2 separate regions of the Mus musculus genome follow, and region 2 is linked to region 1. A link is a contact called in public promoter capture Hi-C data. All regions are on one chromosome and are shown on one strand. Each heading gives the region's core, a stretch centred on a gene start, on an enhancer-like site or on the middle of the called end of the contact. The rest is flanking DNA. Distances are from core to core; before and after follow the strand shown. Region 1 holds the start of Abcd1 (ATP-binding cassette, sub-family D (ALD), member 1). Region 2 holds the start of Gab3 (growth factor receptor bound protein 2-associated protein 3).

Region 1 (6,678 bases), core at 3,718-6,217:
TTTCAAGGTCGCATCCATTAAAAGTTGAATGAATAAACTGCAAATCAGTAGAGGAACAAACAGAAATAAAGACAACCTGACCACCACCAAAGTAACAGGTAGGGCAGGCTTCCTACTCTCCAAAGGCCTCTACCCTGGCAATTTGTAAGAGCCATTGTTTGGATGAAAGGCTGGGGTCATGAAAGGGCTCATCCAAGCCACTTTTTATGCTCATCTTCAATTAAAATTGGGCTAAGGGCAGGTGGGTAAAGGGTACACACACATGAAGCAGTTGTATGTGGTGTTCCTAAGTTGTGCTAGCCTTTTTGGAACCAAGAACCAAGAGATGCACATATAGCAGCAAAGAGCTCTGAGGAATGACTGACTTCTGATAATCTCAAGGCCAGTAGGGCCTCAAATTTACTCAGGAAGAAAAACAAAGTGGGCTGGTTGAGCTCTGGGCCCTAGTCCCTGGAGCCTTGGCTCTTACCTGACTCTGCATAGCCAGTGGCTGTGATGATGGGGACAGCTACCATGAGCAGGCCAGATGCACTCCACACATATTTCATGAGGAACTGTTCCAGCATGACATACCATAGGCGCTCAAGCAGGATGAGGTTGATCTGTGAAGCTAGGTCTTGATAGGAGTGCTGTAGTAGTGCCAGTTCCACCTGTAAAGTCAATGGATATTCAAATGTGACAAGTCCTGGGAGATGATGGTAAGAGTCCCACAGACATGCTGTTGATGGCCACAAGGTCAAGGACTTAGGGACTGTGTCTGTGGTAGGGCCAAGCCTCAAATAGGGGTGATGGTAGGGGAACCTCCTACCCTCTCTTTCAATTACTACTGTGGTTGGGTCACTCGCCACTTCCCTCTCTATACCCTGCCTGGGCAGTTTCTGAACCCAGGTCCCTGAGGGCAGCTAGCTGTCTTTCATCTTCTGCTGACCCCATTTCTTTTGGCTCCTTCCTAGTGCCTCCCTGCCCCAGACATCATGATCAATAGCTCTAAGAATAGCACGGAGCAAATGATAAAGTTCTTGGTTTTGTAAAACTCAGTCAACAATCTCCATGCCCTGTTTCTTTCCCAGGCTCTTTTCTGTGAGAAACTTACACTGGATTCCCCACCCAAACCAGGTGAATACGCTCTCAATCCTGATAGGAACCGCAGTCAGACAGGCCTCAGAGGAGTAGCCACAAGTAGTCATGGCAAGGTGACTGTATTTTGGATTGTTCTGCTCCCCACCTCTATGCCACTGTTTGTCTTCTTTCTCCCAATTTACTGCCATACACCTTATTGTGCATATTCTCATGTCTATTCTAGGACACATAAGCAGAGAGACAAAGTGACCTGCCCAAGCTCATGTTGCCTAGAAGTAGCAAGGAGTGTAGAAATGTGAACTGCATGGACTGGGCTGTTAAGCGAACCAGATTTTTATTTACTTTTGAGGTATTATGGATAGAACCTAGAGTCTTGGGCATTCTAGGCCTTGAGTGTACTAGGTGAGTACTCTACCACTGAGCTATATTCCAGCTCTAAAGAACCAGACTTCTGGTTGGTTTTTTGTTTGTTTTTGTGTTTTGTTTTTGTTTTTGAGAGAGAGGGTCTCATTATATAGCCCTGGCTGCTCTGGAATTCTTTATGTAAACCAGGGCCAACCCCAAATTTGTGGTGATTTTCCTGTCTCTGCTTCTTAAGTGATGTGATTAAAGGTGCTACCATGCTTAGCTTTTATGTTTTGAGACAGCCTTGCTCTGTATCCCAGAAACTCACTATGTAGCCCAAGCTGGCCTTGAACTCACAATGAACCTCCTGCCTCAGCCTAATAACCAGATTCTTACAAATGAAGATGACTTAAGATTTACTTTGTTCTTTTAAGCAAGAGGCTTGTATACATGTATGTACACATGCATATGCACTGTCTGAAATTCTAGTAAGGAAATTATACCCTGCTGTTCGCCTGCCAGTCAGCCAGTTAGTCCCCTTTTCATAAACTCTTGACTTGAATCCAGGCCCATGTCCACAGTACAGCAACCAGTAGGACTAGAGTGGGACATGTGCCTATACAACAAGGGCAGTCAATCCACCCATGGTGGCCCATCATACCATACAGCTTTACATAAGGGGCTTAGACAAGCAGGCCAAGGGTTTACACAAGGTCTCTGAGTCCCAGCAAGTGAACTCTATTGTTTAATTTGCTATTTCCTGAAACTAGCCCAAAGGAAGTCTCTTTAAATACCAGTGTTCTCTCTTTTGTGCCCTCTGCCTAGAACTGCTCATACAGCCCAGTTTCCAAAAATCCAGCCTCTCATTCCTGAAGTGAGTGCACCACCTTTGCTGCACGCTGGTAATCTAGGCTCGTGCCTCAAGCTGATAGTAGTGCCAGCTAAGGTTGATGATACAGCTACAAGTACTGTGCCAAGTGCCTCACCCAAGGCCCTGGCAGCTTGCCAAAGCCCTGCAGCCCAGCATTCAGGAGAAGAGAATGGAACTGGGGTTATAGTAAGGGTGATGCACTTTTTCTCCTAATCTGAAACCTGACTGTGACCAGAGAACCTCTTTGCAGAGTGTAAAGACAAATCCTTTCTAAAAGTCGAGGACAAAACTGATTGTACATATGAAATGCAGCCAATGGGACAAGGTCCTGGGGCAAGTGGCTACCTGACCCAGGAAACACACAGGCCTTCATGAAATGGTGCTTTTGTATCCCTCCCCCGCCCCAAGCACTAGGGAACCGAAACCAGAAGCCTGAACAAGGCCTGAGGCAGCTGCAACCACAAGAGGCACAAAGAAGGGGAGGGGCTGTCAGAGAATAAAGTTTACACTGGTTTAAAGTAGCCTTTCTCAGTGTCTGCCAGGCATCCCTGGCCCTAGCCCACCTCATAAAGTAGCTGGGATCTGGGTGGAAGGGTGGCTACACTGGGGGTAGGACATCAGGGGTGGGGGTGAGAAAGGTTGTCAGGCTTCTATGGCAGAGGCCAGGTATCCCTATCCCTGGGAGGGAGGGAGGCAACTAGGCAGGTTGCTTGCCAAGCCTGTCAGTAACTAACCCGACGTGCCTGGGGTTCTGACAGCCTTGACCCTGAGCAGCAACACTACTGCTGTAGCCACTGTGCTGAGCTCTGCTTGTTAACCTCTGCTTGGGCTGAGTCATGCCCATAATACTGGACAGCCCAGCCAGCCAACTCTGCTGGACGCCAGCCTTCAAAGGGCTCAGAGAGGCAAGAGAGGTTAGGAAGCAGGCTCTGTCCTATGCTCCCAGAGATGGTAGGAGTCTAATTCCTCCCAGGTGGCTGCAGGAGTGGTTGACTGCAAGATTGGAGTAAGCTGGACCAGTAGCATCACAAATCACTAGAATCCAAAGCTAGAATCCAAAATGTCCAAGACAATTTTACCAAGGAAGCAGAAGTGGCTTGGAGGTTGCAGGCAGCCAGCACAGGGAAGTTCCCACCCAATGGTGCCATTTCTCCATTTCTGCATCTTAAGGTTATAGCCATCCAAAGCCTACCCCCAAGCTTGTCCCAGTGTCTATCTACAACTTTAACATCAGCCTGAGAAGGCCTTGTTGGGCTTCCCTTACTGCTTATAGCTGACTGCAATAGGTCTCCCAGCCACCTCCTCTGCTATTTAAGCAGCATCTCAACCTGCCCCACCTCATGGCCCCCGTAGAAGGCAATTTCCTCTGAGTTGGCCACCACTCGAGAGTGCATGTAGCGCAGTTCCCCCTTTCGCCGTGCCTCCTCTGCCACTAGCTCCCCAAACTTGGGAGAGAAGGCTCGAAGCACGTTGGCTGTGAGGAACACCACCAGGCCAGCGATGGCTGAGGGCCAGGCTGTGCCAGCTCCTCGGGATCGGGCAGCTCGAAGGAGAGTGTAGGAGGTCACAGCCACATCCAGGAGTGGCTTGGTCAGGTTGGAATAAAGGTGGGCTACAGAGGCAGCAAAGGCTACCACATCCTCTGTCAGAGACTGATCAGGGTTTCGAAGTCGTCCATCCATGTTGCTTACTCGGTAGTAAGTCTGTTGGGAGAAGTAGAGTCCATAGGCATGAGCTACTAGACGGCTTCGGAAAGAAAGAGCCAGCTGGCCCTCTAGGTAGCGGATGGCACTGTTGATGAAAGTGGCAGGAAGGGCGATGAGGAGCCACTGCAGCAGTTGCCAGCTAAAGGCCCGCGGGTCCTTACGTACAATGCAGCGGGCCAGTCTGCCGTCCAGGCGGGCAACATACACAGACAGGAAAGTTCGGCTTACCAGGGCAGCAGAATGCAGGGCCAGCAGCCCTGTTTCCCGGCACAAGACTCGGGGGAACAGCAGCCTCAGGAGCGCCAAGAGCCGCTGCAGGAATACCCGGTTCATGCCAGCCTTGGTTGCGGTGGCTCCAGAGGCCTCTTGAGTGGGCTCCCCAGCTGGCACCTGAGGACCTCTGGCAGGAGTCAGACACTGCCGTACTAGAGGGTAGATTTTGTGGACTCCATAGGCTGTGAGGGCCAGGACCACAGCTGTGCGCTTCAGCGTGGTCACCCGTGAGGGCCGGGGAGTGGAGAGCACCGGCATGTCACCTGGACTGGTGAGCAGGCTGAGGGCTGGAACTGCTGCCTGAGGCTACAGTTGCAGACAGATCCTGGAAGGGTTGTTGCTCTGACCCAGGGCTCGTTGTCTAGGCAACTGGAAACCTTGAAGTGATCCCTGAGACTGTTGCTTTAGGCCCTCGCGGTGGTGCTGGGGCCCCTGGATCGGTTGGGTTAGAATCCTCCAGGGTCGTGGCCTCTTCAGGCAGCCCGGGTGGAGGAACTGGCTTCCCTCTACAGACTGTCCCCTTAGCCCCTGAGGTCAGAGCCTCGAGAGGTCTTAAGGAGAGAGGCTGTGTCTTTCCTTCCACCTCCCTCCTCTTACTGCTCCTCCCCCCCCACCCCCCGTGACGCCCCTCCCCGGGGCACCAGGCGTGTTTGTCCGCTGAGCAGCCCGGCAGTAACGACAGCGTCTACGCCAAGGCCCAGAATCCCCACCCACCTACCCCTCCCCAGGGGTGGTGATGGGGAAGAGGAGGCGGAGTTGAGGCAAGAGGCGGAGTCCGAGTTAGGGGTGCCCCACCCCGTTCTCGCCCTACCGTTGGACCCCTCCCCCTCTCCGACAACAGAAACGAAGCAAGTCCGCGTACACTACAGAAGCGGCCCCAGCCCTCCCGCCAAGGCGCCTCCAAGCTCCACCCCTGCGTGTCCGAAGTGTCAGAGGCGCGGCAGGGGGCCTTCAACCGTCAGCCTCTACTTCCTTTCTAGACCTTGGCAACAGGCCGCGCCTAAGGGCGGGGCGGGAAACGACAATGGGCGGAGCCGTTAGGGGCCTCTAGAGGACTTGTAGGCGGGGCCTGACGCGCGTTTCCGGTTTCCGCCCGCGGGCTAGGGGGCGGGCCTGAGCATTGGTGAGAGTTTGGTAGTTGCGGTGGGGCGTGCGAGTAGGCTGAAGCTCGGTAAGCTGGGTCCGCATGCATGGCTGACTTTCGGACCAACGAGGTTCCCCCCCAGTCCCTTCATGAGGGAGGAAGGCGAGCATCCCAGAAATACTGTGGGTTCTGGGAAGTGTAGGGATCCGGGCCGACTTCGGAGTTTAGGGCAGGATCAGGCATAGGGATGTTGTGGAGGTAGGTGGAGCGGGACTCTAGGGGACGCGAGGACAGGGGCCAGTCCTCCCCACCCCCCCCCAGAAGAGCTGCCCAGGTAGGCCCAGCTCCTCGAAAGCCACCTGGCGCTGTGGACTTGGGCGTTGTGGCTTGCTAGGGATGCAGGGAGGTCCCTTTTTTGGCTTCGGGAGAGACTTTCTGGTTCTGGAACTTTCTCTGGGTAAGGCCTGGACGTGCTCTGTGGAGACCTGTATTTGCTTTTGGCCTGGATTCCCGCCCTCTAGGAGTCGCTCTTGTGGGCCTTTTGAGAGTAAATGGAGGCCTACACCCTGTGCATTCGTGCGAGCATTCGGAAGGCCTATCTAGTTTTCAAAAGCAGCTTTAGAAGGAGGCTGGAGGCTACTAGGGTTATCAGCCCCTCATAAGCTCTGGAGGAAATGGGCCTGCTTTCTTGTGCAGAGGCTTAGGTGGTGGCGTTTGCAGAAAATACATGTATGAACACTGCAGTCCCAGTCCCACTGTAGAAGCGACTGGAAGACATGTATAGCTCCTGGCAGCAGAGGCTTCTACTCTTGGAAGGAAGCCTAATGGGTGCTGAGGTCCTTCTGTTTACGTACTGTTCTTTTGAGAAACATTTTCTTAAACAGGTCTAGCCTTACAAGGGAGCCTGATGGGTGCTGAGAAGGTTCTCCTATTCTTATGAGAAACATTTTCTTAGTTAAACAGGCTTAAGAGTCTCTTGGACGGCCCCGGGGAAAGGAATCATGAACAAAAGTACCTAGTCATAGTAACATACTTGCTGGAGGGGCACAAGTAACTGTCCCAGGCAAGGGAAGTTTGTTGGCTGGCTAGAATCATTGGTCAAGTGTCTGCTGTTGGGTTAAACCCTGTTTCAACCAGGGTTTCAAAAGCTCTGAAGCAGAATCCTGTGGTCTGTTGTGAAGAATAGCAGCCCCAGCCTCTCCAGGGTCCCTGAGCAGTCCCTGTCAGTGACTTTCCAGCTCTCATGGTTCCTCCTGTTTCTTCTGTATCCTGCCAGGAAACAAGCTCCCATCCCTCTGTTGGAACCCTTTAAGTCACAG
Region 2 (6,249 bases), core at 590-3,089, 1.4 Mb before region 1:
TGAAGTTAACCCATCCCCACTTGAAACACCTAGAATGAACTCTCTCCTTTGATCCCTGCTTATACAATGATAATGAACCCTGCATATCATCTCTCCCTAGACATTGTGAATGTCATGTTGAGAGAATTAGTTTTTGTAAAATTTTCTTCTAATTATCATTTCCAAGTGAGAAGCACTATACCAAGGAAAAAAGACCATTGCATATTAGGAAGCTGACCAGATGCCACCAAACATCACATGGATTGTAGTCACATCTTGGATGCTGATTCTAACTTTACTATGGTGCTTTCCAGTTTTTATTTATTGATTGATTGATTGACTGATTGATTGGTTGGTTGGTTTTTTTGAGACAGGGTTTCTCTGTATAGCCCTGGCTGTCCTGGAACTCACTCTGTAGATCAGGCTGGCCTCGAACTCAGAAATCCACCTGCCTCTGCCTCCCAAGTGCTGGGATTAAAGACGTGCGCCACCACTGCCTGGTGCTTTCCAGTTTTTAAAGTGTGTTCACAAAGAGAAGGTAGTGTTTAGAGGGATGAACTCTCTTTTTTTTAAAAAAGATTTATTTATCATCATATGTTATATATTAATGTATATTAATTAACACACACAATTAATTAATATAATAATATATTGATTAATATATTGTTATATGTTAATTATTATATTAACATTAATTATATTACTATAAGTACACTATAGCTGTGTTCAGACACCCCAGATGAGGGCATCAGATCTCATTACAGATGATTGTGAACCACCATGTGGTTCCTGGGATTTGAACTCAGGACCTTTGAAAGGGTAGTCAGTGCTCTTAACTGCTGAGCCACCTCTCCAGCCCAGGGGCTAATTCTTGAGACAGACAACTAACTCTGCTATTGGTAACTTCCTACGTGTGTGCTCTATATAGGGGGCAGTATTGTTCTGTTTCTTGTCTTATGCATGGGCAAAACTGACTCAACAATATAGCTTATAGGGTGTTTGTGTAGATGCTGTGAAGCACTTATGACAATGGCTGGCATATGGTACTCAGTAGTCACAATAAATATCAGTTTATTTTTGTTATTAGAGTTCCCAGCATACAAGCTGGCTCAACCTTATATTTACCTTTTAAAACCCCAGAGTTTAGTAAGGTGCAGCTAGTACTACTGCTGAATTCAGATCATTTTTGTTCATTAGAACATTTAAACAGTTCTGCCCTGGAAGCTCATTATTGAACACAATGATCTTTGGAAGAGGGGCATAAAAATCACACTACTTTGCAAACAATCAAGTGGAGCAGGGAAGTGGAAGAGGAGTCTTTCTTTCTCTGTTAACTATATACATGACAGATATGAGCCATAGATTTTTGTTCTGCAGCGTCTGAGCTAAGGAAACCAACCCTTTTGACATAGCTCTTCAGGGATGGTGATGAAAGCAACAGGATCATTGGCTGCCATTAGGTCACCTAGTGTTTTCCTGGGGGGAGGAGGGGTGGCAGGCTCCTTCCTCCCTCTGCTATAACTATGAAGGTAACAATCTAGGCACCTGGGAAACAGCAGCAGAGCATCCTGCTTGGGGTCTCCAGAAGCAGAGCCTCCTGCAGCACAGCAATTGCTCGAAGAGGCTTTCTTATCTTTGCTGCTTATTCCACCCCCGCCCCGCCCCCGCCCCCGCCTCCGCCCCCCCCCCCCCCCCGCAGTCTAAACTCAAGAACAGCGACTACTGTCCATCCCTTCCTCAAGTCCTGGGGGTGGGAGGAGGGCGAGGAGGGGGCGTCGCTCAGCAACTTGGGGCGGCGCTATGTAGGTAGGAACGCCCCATGGCATCCCTGGCTAGACTTCCTCCTGTCGCAGGCGGCCAGCCCAGCTGGAGGAAGCAGCAGCAGCAGCAGCAGCAGCAGCAGCAGCAGCAGCAGCAGCAGCAGCAGCAGCAGAAGAAGAAGAAGAAGAAGAAGAAGAAGAAGAAGAAGAAGAAGCAGCAGCAGCAGCAGCAGCAGAAGCGGCTGCGGCGGCGGCGGCGGCCAGGATGAGCACTGGTGACACTGTGTGCATGGGCTGGCTCATCAAGTCGCCTCCCGAGAGGAAGCTGCAGCGCTATGTGAGTAGGGGTGCCGACTCAACCCTGGCCTTCGTGCCCTCGGTTCTCTGCTCGTGGGGTGGCCGTGTGTGGCCCTGGGGAGTCCCTGACTCTAGGCGCGCCAAATATAACTGTTCCCAGAGCCCTAGCTGCAGGCGAGGCCATTGGACGTTGGAAAGTGAAATCGCACGTCAAGCTGTTCTGAGTCCTGCAGCAGGCTGGCCTGGTGCCTCTTGCCTGCTGTGTTCAGTGTCTCTATACTGCCACACTCAGCGGTAGATGGAGGTGGGTTGGAGCTGAAACCCCCAACCCAGCTTGTATGCTGGAACAACCAGAGAGACTTCTCTAAAGGGTGCCCTGTCTCCAACTGGAGTTCCATTTCACAGCGAGAACAGGGCGAGGGACAGGGACGTGGACAGTAAGAGGAAACTTGTGTGGGCCACTCAGTGAAGCTGCTGCATTCCTCTTGTAATGAGTACTGTCATAGCTATCATAGAACACTCTTGTTGGGAGCCTACCACACAGTGTAACTCTTTTCTCATTATGTCCCTTCTCAGCATATTCTTTATGATGACATGGAGCTTTTCTAGTACAGCTGGAACCATTGACATTTCCTATTATGAAATAAGGAACCCCGGAGAACTACATCTTTCTACCCGTCATATGACCATATTTAAATAAGTTGCACACAACTCAAAAAGTTCATTATATCTAGTGTTCTCAGGATAAGATCATAAAAATATTCTGCTTAAAGACTCGATTGTTACTGAGCTGTCTTTAGCCATTAACAAGAATCACTTTAGTCCCCGGGGGGTTGTATATACAGATATTAGGATTTCTTGCCCTTGGGGTTTGGTGGAACTGGAAGTAGCTTGATGGATCCTTGTCCTTTATAATTTCTAATTTCTCTGCAAAACCAAAGCATGCAGGTGGGAACTACCCTGTTCAGGTTTGCAGTCAGCTGAGGCATTCCACCACAAATGGGGTTCTACCTGGTACTTATGTCTATAGCTTTCTAACTGGGGTCCTTATTTCACCAGCCAGTACTTTTTTTTTTTTTCATATTAAAGAGCACATATCATGTAGAAATTCAGGGGTGGAATTATAAGAAGATATCAATGATGTATGGATATTTCTGAAATTTGTAACAGAAGCTTTTCCTGAATATGAAGTTTCTCAGTGGTCCCTTACCCCATTCCTGAGTTAGACAGTGACTCACTCTTAGCAGTTTTCCATACAATCTAACTCTTTTTCTCATCATGTCCCTTCTCAGCATATTCCTTATGATGATAGGTTTTTGTTGTTTGTGCTATTGAATAAAAGAATGTTGTTCTACTAAGCATGTAGCCATCACAGATGCAAAATATAAACACTTCTTTGAATAATATCAGTATGCTACCTCCCCCCATCTTTCTCTCTGAGACAGGGCCTCTACATAGCCTTGGCTGTGCTAGAACTCACTGTGTAGACCAGTTTGGCCTCAAAGTCAGAGATCTACCTGCCGCTTCTTGAGTGCTGAGATTAAAGGCATTGCCACTATACCTGGCCCCACATCATGCTTTTGATTTCACAAATTCCTAAGCACAGAGTCCCACATCTCTCATCCAAGCTGTTTCCCTAACTTTTCAACTACTTTGAAGATGTATTGATGGGCTACAGCGATGGCTCAGTGGTTAAGAGCACTGACTGCTCTTCCAGAGATCCTAAGTTCAATTCTCAGCAACCACATGGTAGCTCACAACCATCTGTAATGAGATCTGATGCCCTCTTCTGGTGTGTCTGATGACAGTGACAGTGTACTCATATTAATAAAATAAATAGGGTTTTTTTTTTGTTTTTTGTTTTTTTTTTTTTTTTGGTGTTTTCGAGACAGGGTTTCTTTGTATACCCCTGGCTGTCCTGGCACTCACTCTGTAGACCAGGCTGGCCTCGAATTCAGAAATCTGCCTGCCTCTGCCTCCCAAGTGCTGGGATTAAAGGCATGCATGACCACTGCCACTTCCTCCCAAAAAATAATTCTGAGAGAGAGAGAGAGAGAGAGAGAGAGAGAGAGAGAGAGAGAGAGAGAGAGAGATGCATTGATACGGAATACTGAGGAGGCAAAACATGTTCCTATGTCTCACATGGACAGGTAGTGCTGCTCCCTGGTGGTGGTGGGGGTTCATGAAGATGGGTCGTCCATAAATCTTGTTCTACAGATTGACCATCTTGAATCAGCTATTGGAAAGTTCATGCCACTGTGAAAATATCCAGTGTTTCTTTAAATGACTCTCATTACAGGCATCAAGGGCAAGATTGAAAACATTCCAAGGCATAAATCTTGACTTTTAGTCCCTGGTTGATAACTTTTTTTTTTTTTTTTTTTTTGCTTTCAGTGCGTGTACTTTTATTTTTTTTAATTTTTTTTATTTATTAGGTATTTTCTTCATTTACATTTCCAATGCTATCCCAAAAGTCCCCCATACCCTCCCCCCAACACCCTACCAACCCACTCCCACTTCTTGGCCCTGGCGTTCCCCTGTACTGAGGTTTAAAAAAAAAGTTTAACTTTTTTTTTTTTTTTAAAAGAGACTGCTTTTTTCCTCCAAAGACAATTGTTTCCGTTGATCACTAAGGGCTGCAGGAATCCCTTTTACCACTACAGGGCATTGATGAGACTTCAACAAGGTCAGACAGTGTTATTCCTTTAAGCTCTTGTGTGTGTAGTTTCTACTTCCTTTCATTAGCTGGGTGCCATCTCTAAAGTAGGCTCAGTGTTTGGTGCTTGGAAGAAATGGAAAAAACTTGATTCCAGTTTTCATAAATTCCGCAGCCATAATATATTTAACACAGTAACATAACAAAGCTAGTTAGCACAACTGGGACAATAATTCAGTTCTTTGTGTTGGCAAGCCATCAATGTTTAAAGTAACGAATAAAAGCTCAGTCTGTTTTCAGGCAAATCATTCAGTACATTGTATTTCATCCACTTGATTACATGAGCCAAGGCCAACAGAAACTCAGTTTTTATCATTGCCTCTCCCTTTTTAAAAAAGGAAACTTCATTCCTTTTTCTTTGTTTTATAAGTAATCTAGACATTTATGCTCATCGTCAAAGTTCAAACATTGTAGAAATGAATGAATGAATGAATGAATATAAGTTCTCCCCTCCAACATCCTTCTCAGGGTTGTCCCTAAGGACAAGAGCTCTTAGATGTGTGGTATCATTATAGAAAATTTCCTAGAAAATATATACTTTTCACATAAATGCAATTGTCCAATAATTTTATCTTTCCTTTTACAAGTAGCCTATACATTTTTCCAAGTTAGTGCATACAGATTTACTTCATTTTCAAATCATTGTGTAATATTGCTTACAATAGATGTACCATAATTTAACAATTTTTCTGTTGATGAACATTTAGCTTACTTCTGTTCCTTTGATTTTAGTAATGCTAGAGGGTTGAGGAAACAGCTCAGTCAGACCTGAGTTTAGGTTCCCAGCACTCACATAAAAGCTGGAGATAGTGACACATATCTATTATCCCAACAATGAGAAGGTGGAGACATGAAAAACCTTGGGATTACTGGATAGAATTGGTGTGTTCCTGGCTCATTGAGAAGGCTCATTAGAAAAAAAAAAGTAGAGAAGTGATTGAAGAATGACATCCAATGCCAACCTCTGGACTTCATACACATGTGCACATGCCATGCTATGTTAATTTATTAACTTGGTTATTATAACAACATTAAGTGACAGATGCTATTTTTTACCTCTGAATAGAGAAATTTTTGTTGGGTATGCAATAGGCAAACATTTTCTACCACACTGTAGTTTGCTTTTTCATTATCTTTATAGTACTTTTTCCAGTATCAAAGTTTTATTTTTCTTATTTGAGTCAGGTTCTCATACTATAGTACAGGCTGACTTGGAATTCACTATGTAGCATACATTGGCCTGATACACATGGCAATCCTGCTTCTGTAATGTTGGAATTAAAAACATGAACTTCCATGGCCAGCTAAGCCTTAAAAATGTGTGAAATTGAAAAATATAAGATTTTGAATTGTCTATTTTATTGACAAACTGTTCATTTCTATGCCAGTACCATACTGTTTAATGAGCCTACCTTAATAAAAACTTCGTTTTAGCCGCCTAACTTTGTTTTACTTTTTCTGAGTTGATTTGGCCATTTTAGGTCCTTTGTTTTTCTG

What was found. Promoter capture Hi-C pulls out the DNA fragments that hold promoters and counts their contacts.
Region 2: a contact with region 1 is called in a promoter capture Hi-C map of erythroid cells, with 2.7 times the contacts expected there. The contact joins the promoter of Gab3 here to the promoter of Abcd1 in region 1. A contact is called at or near these places in 2 of 39 promoter capture datasets (cranial neural crest and erythroid cells) and 1 of 9 other capture datasets (liver).

What each region holds. Positions count from the first base shown.
Region 1 is chrX:73,714,886-73,721,563 of GRCm38.p6, reverse strand. Abcd1 (ATP-binding cassette, sub-family D (ALD), member 1) reads right to left here and starts at 4,967. Exons shown (of 10, transcript NM_007435.2): 1 at 3,634-4,967; 2 at 470-650. The coding sequence starts at 4,533. It overlaps Bcap31 (B cell receptor associated protein 31), which reads left to right and starts at 5,360. Exons shown (of 8, transcript NM_012060.5): 1 at 5,360-5,446; 2 at 6,636-6,678.
Region 2 is chrX:75,080,495-75,086,743 of GRCm38.p6, reverse strand. It overlaps Gab3 (growth factor receptor bound protein 2-associated protein 3), which reads left to right and starts at 1,839. Exons shown (of 10, transcript NM_181584.4): 1 at 1,839-2,076. The coding sequence starts at 2,005.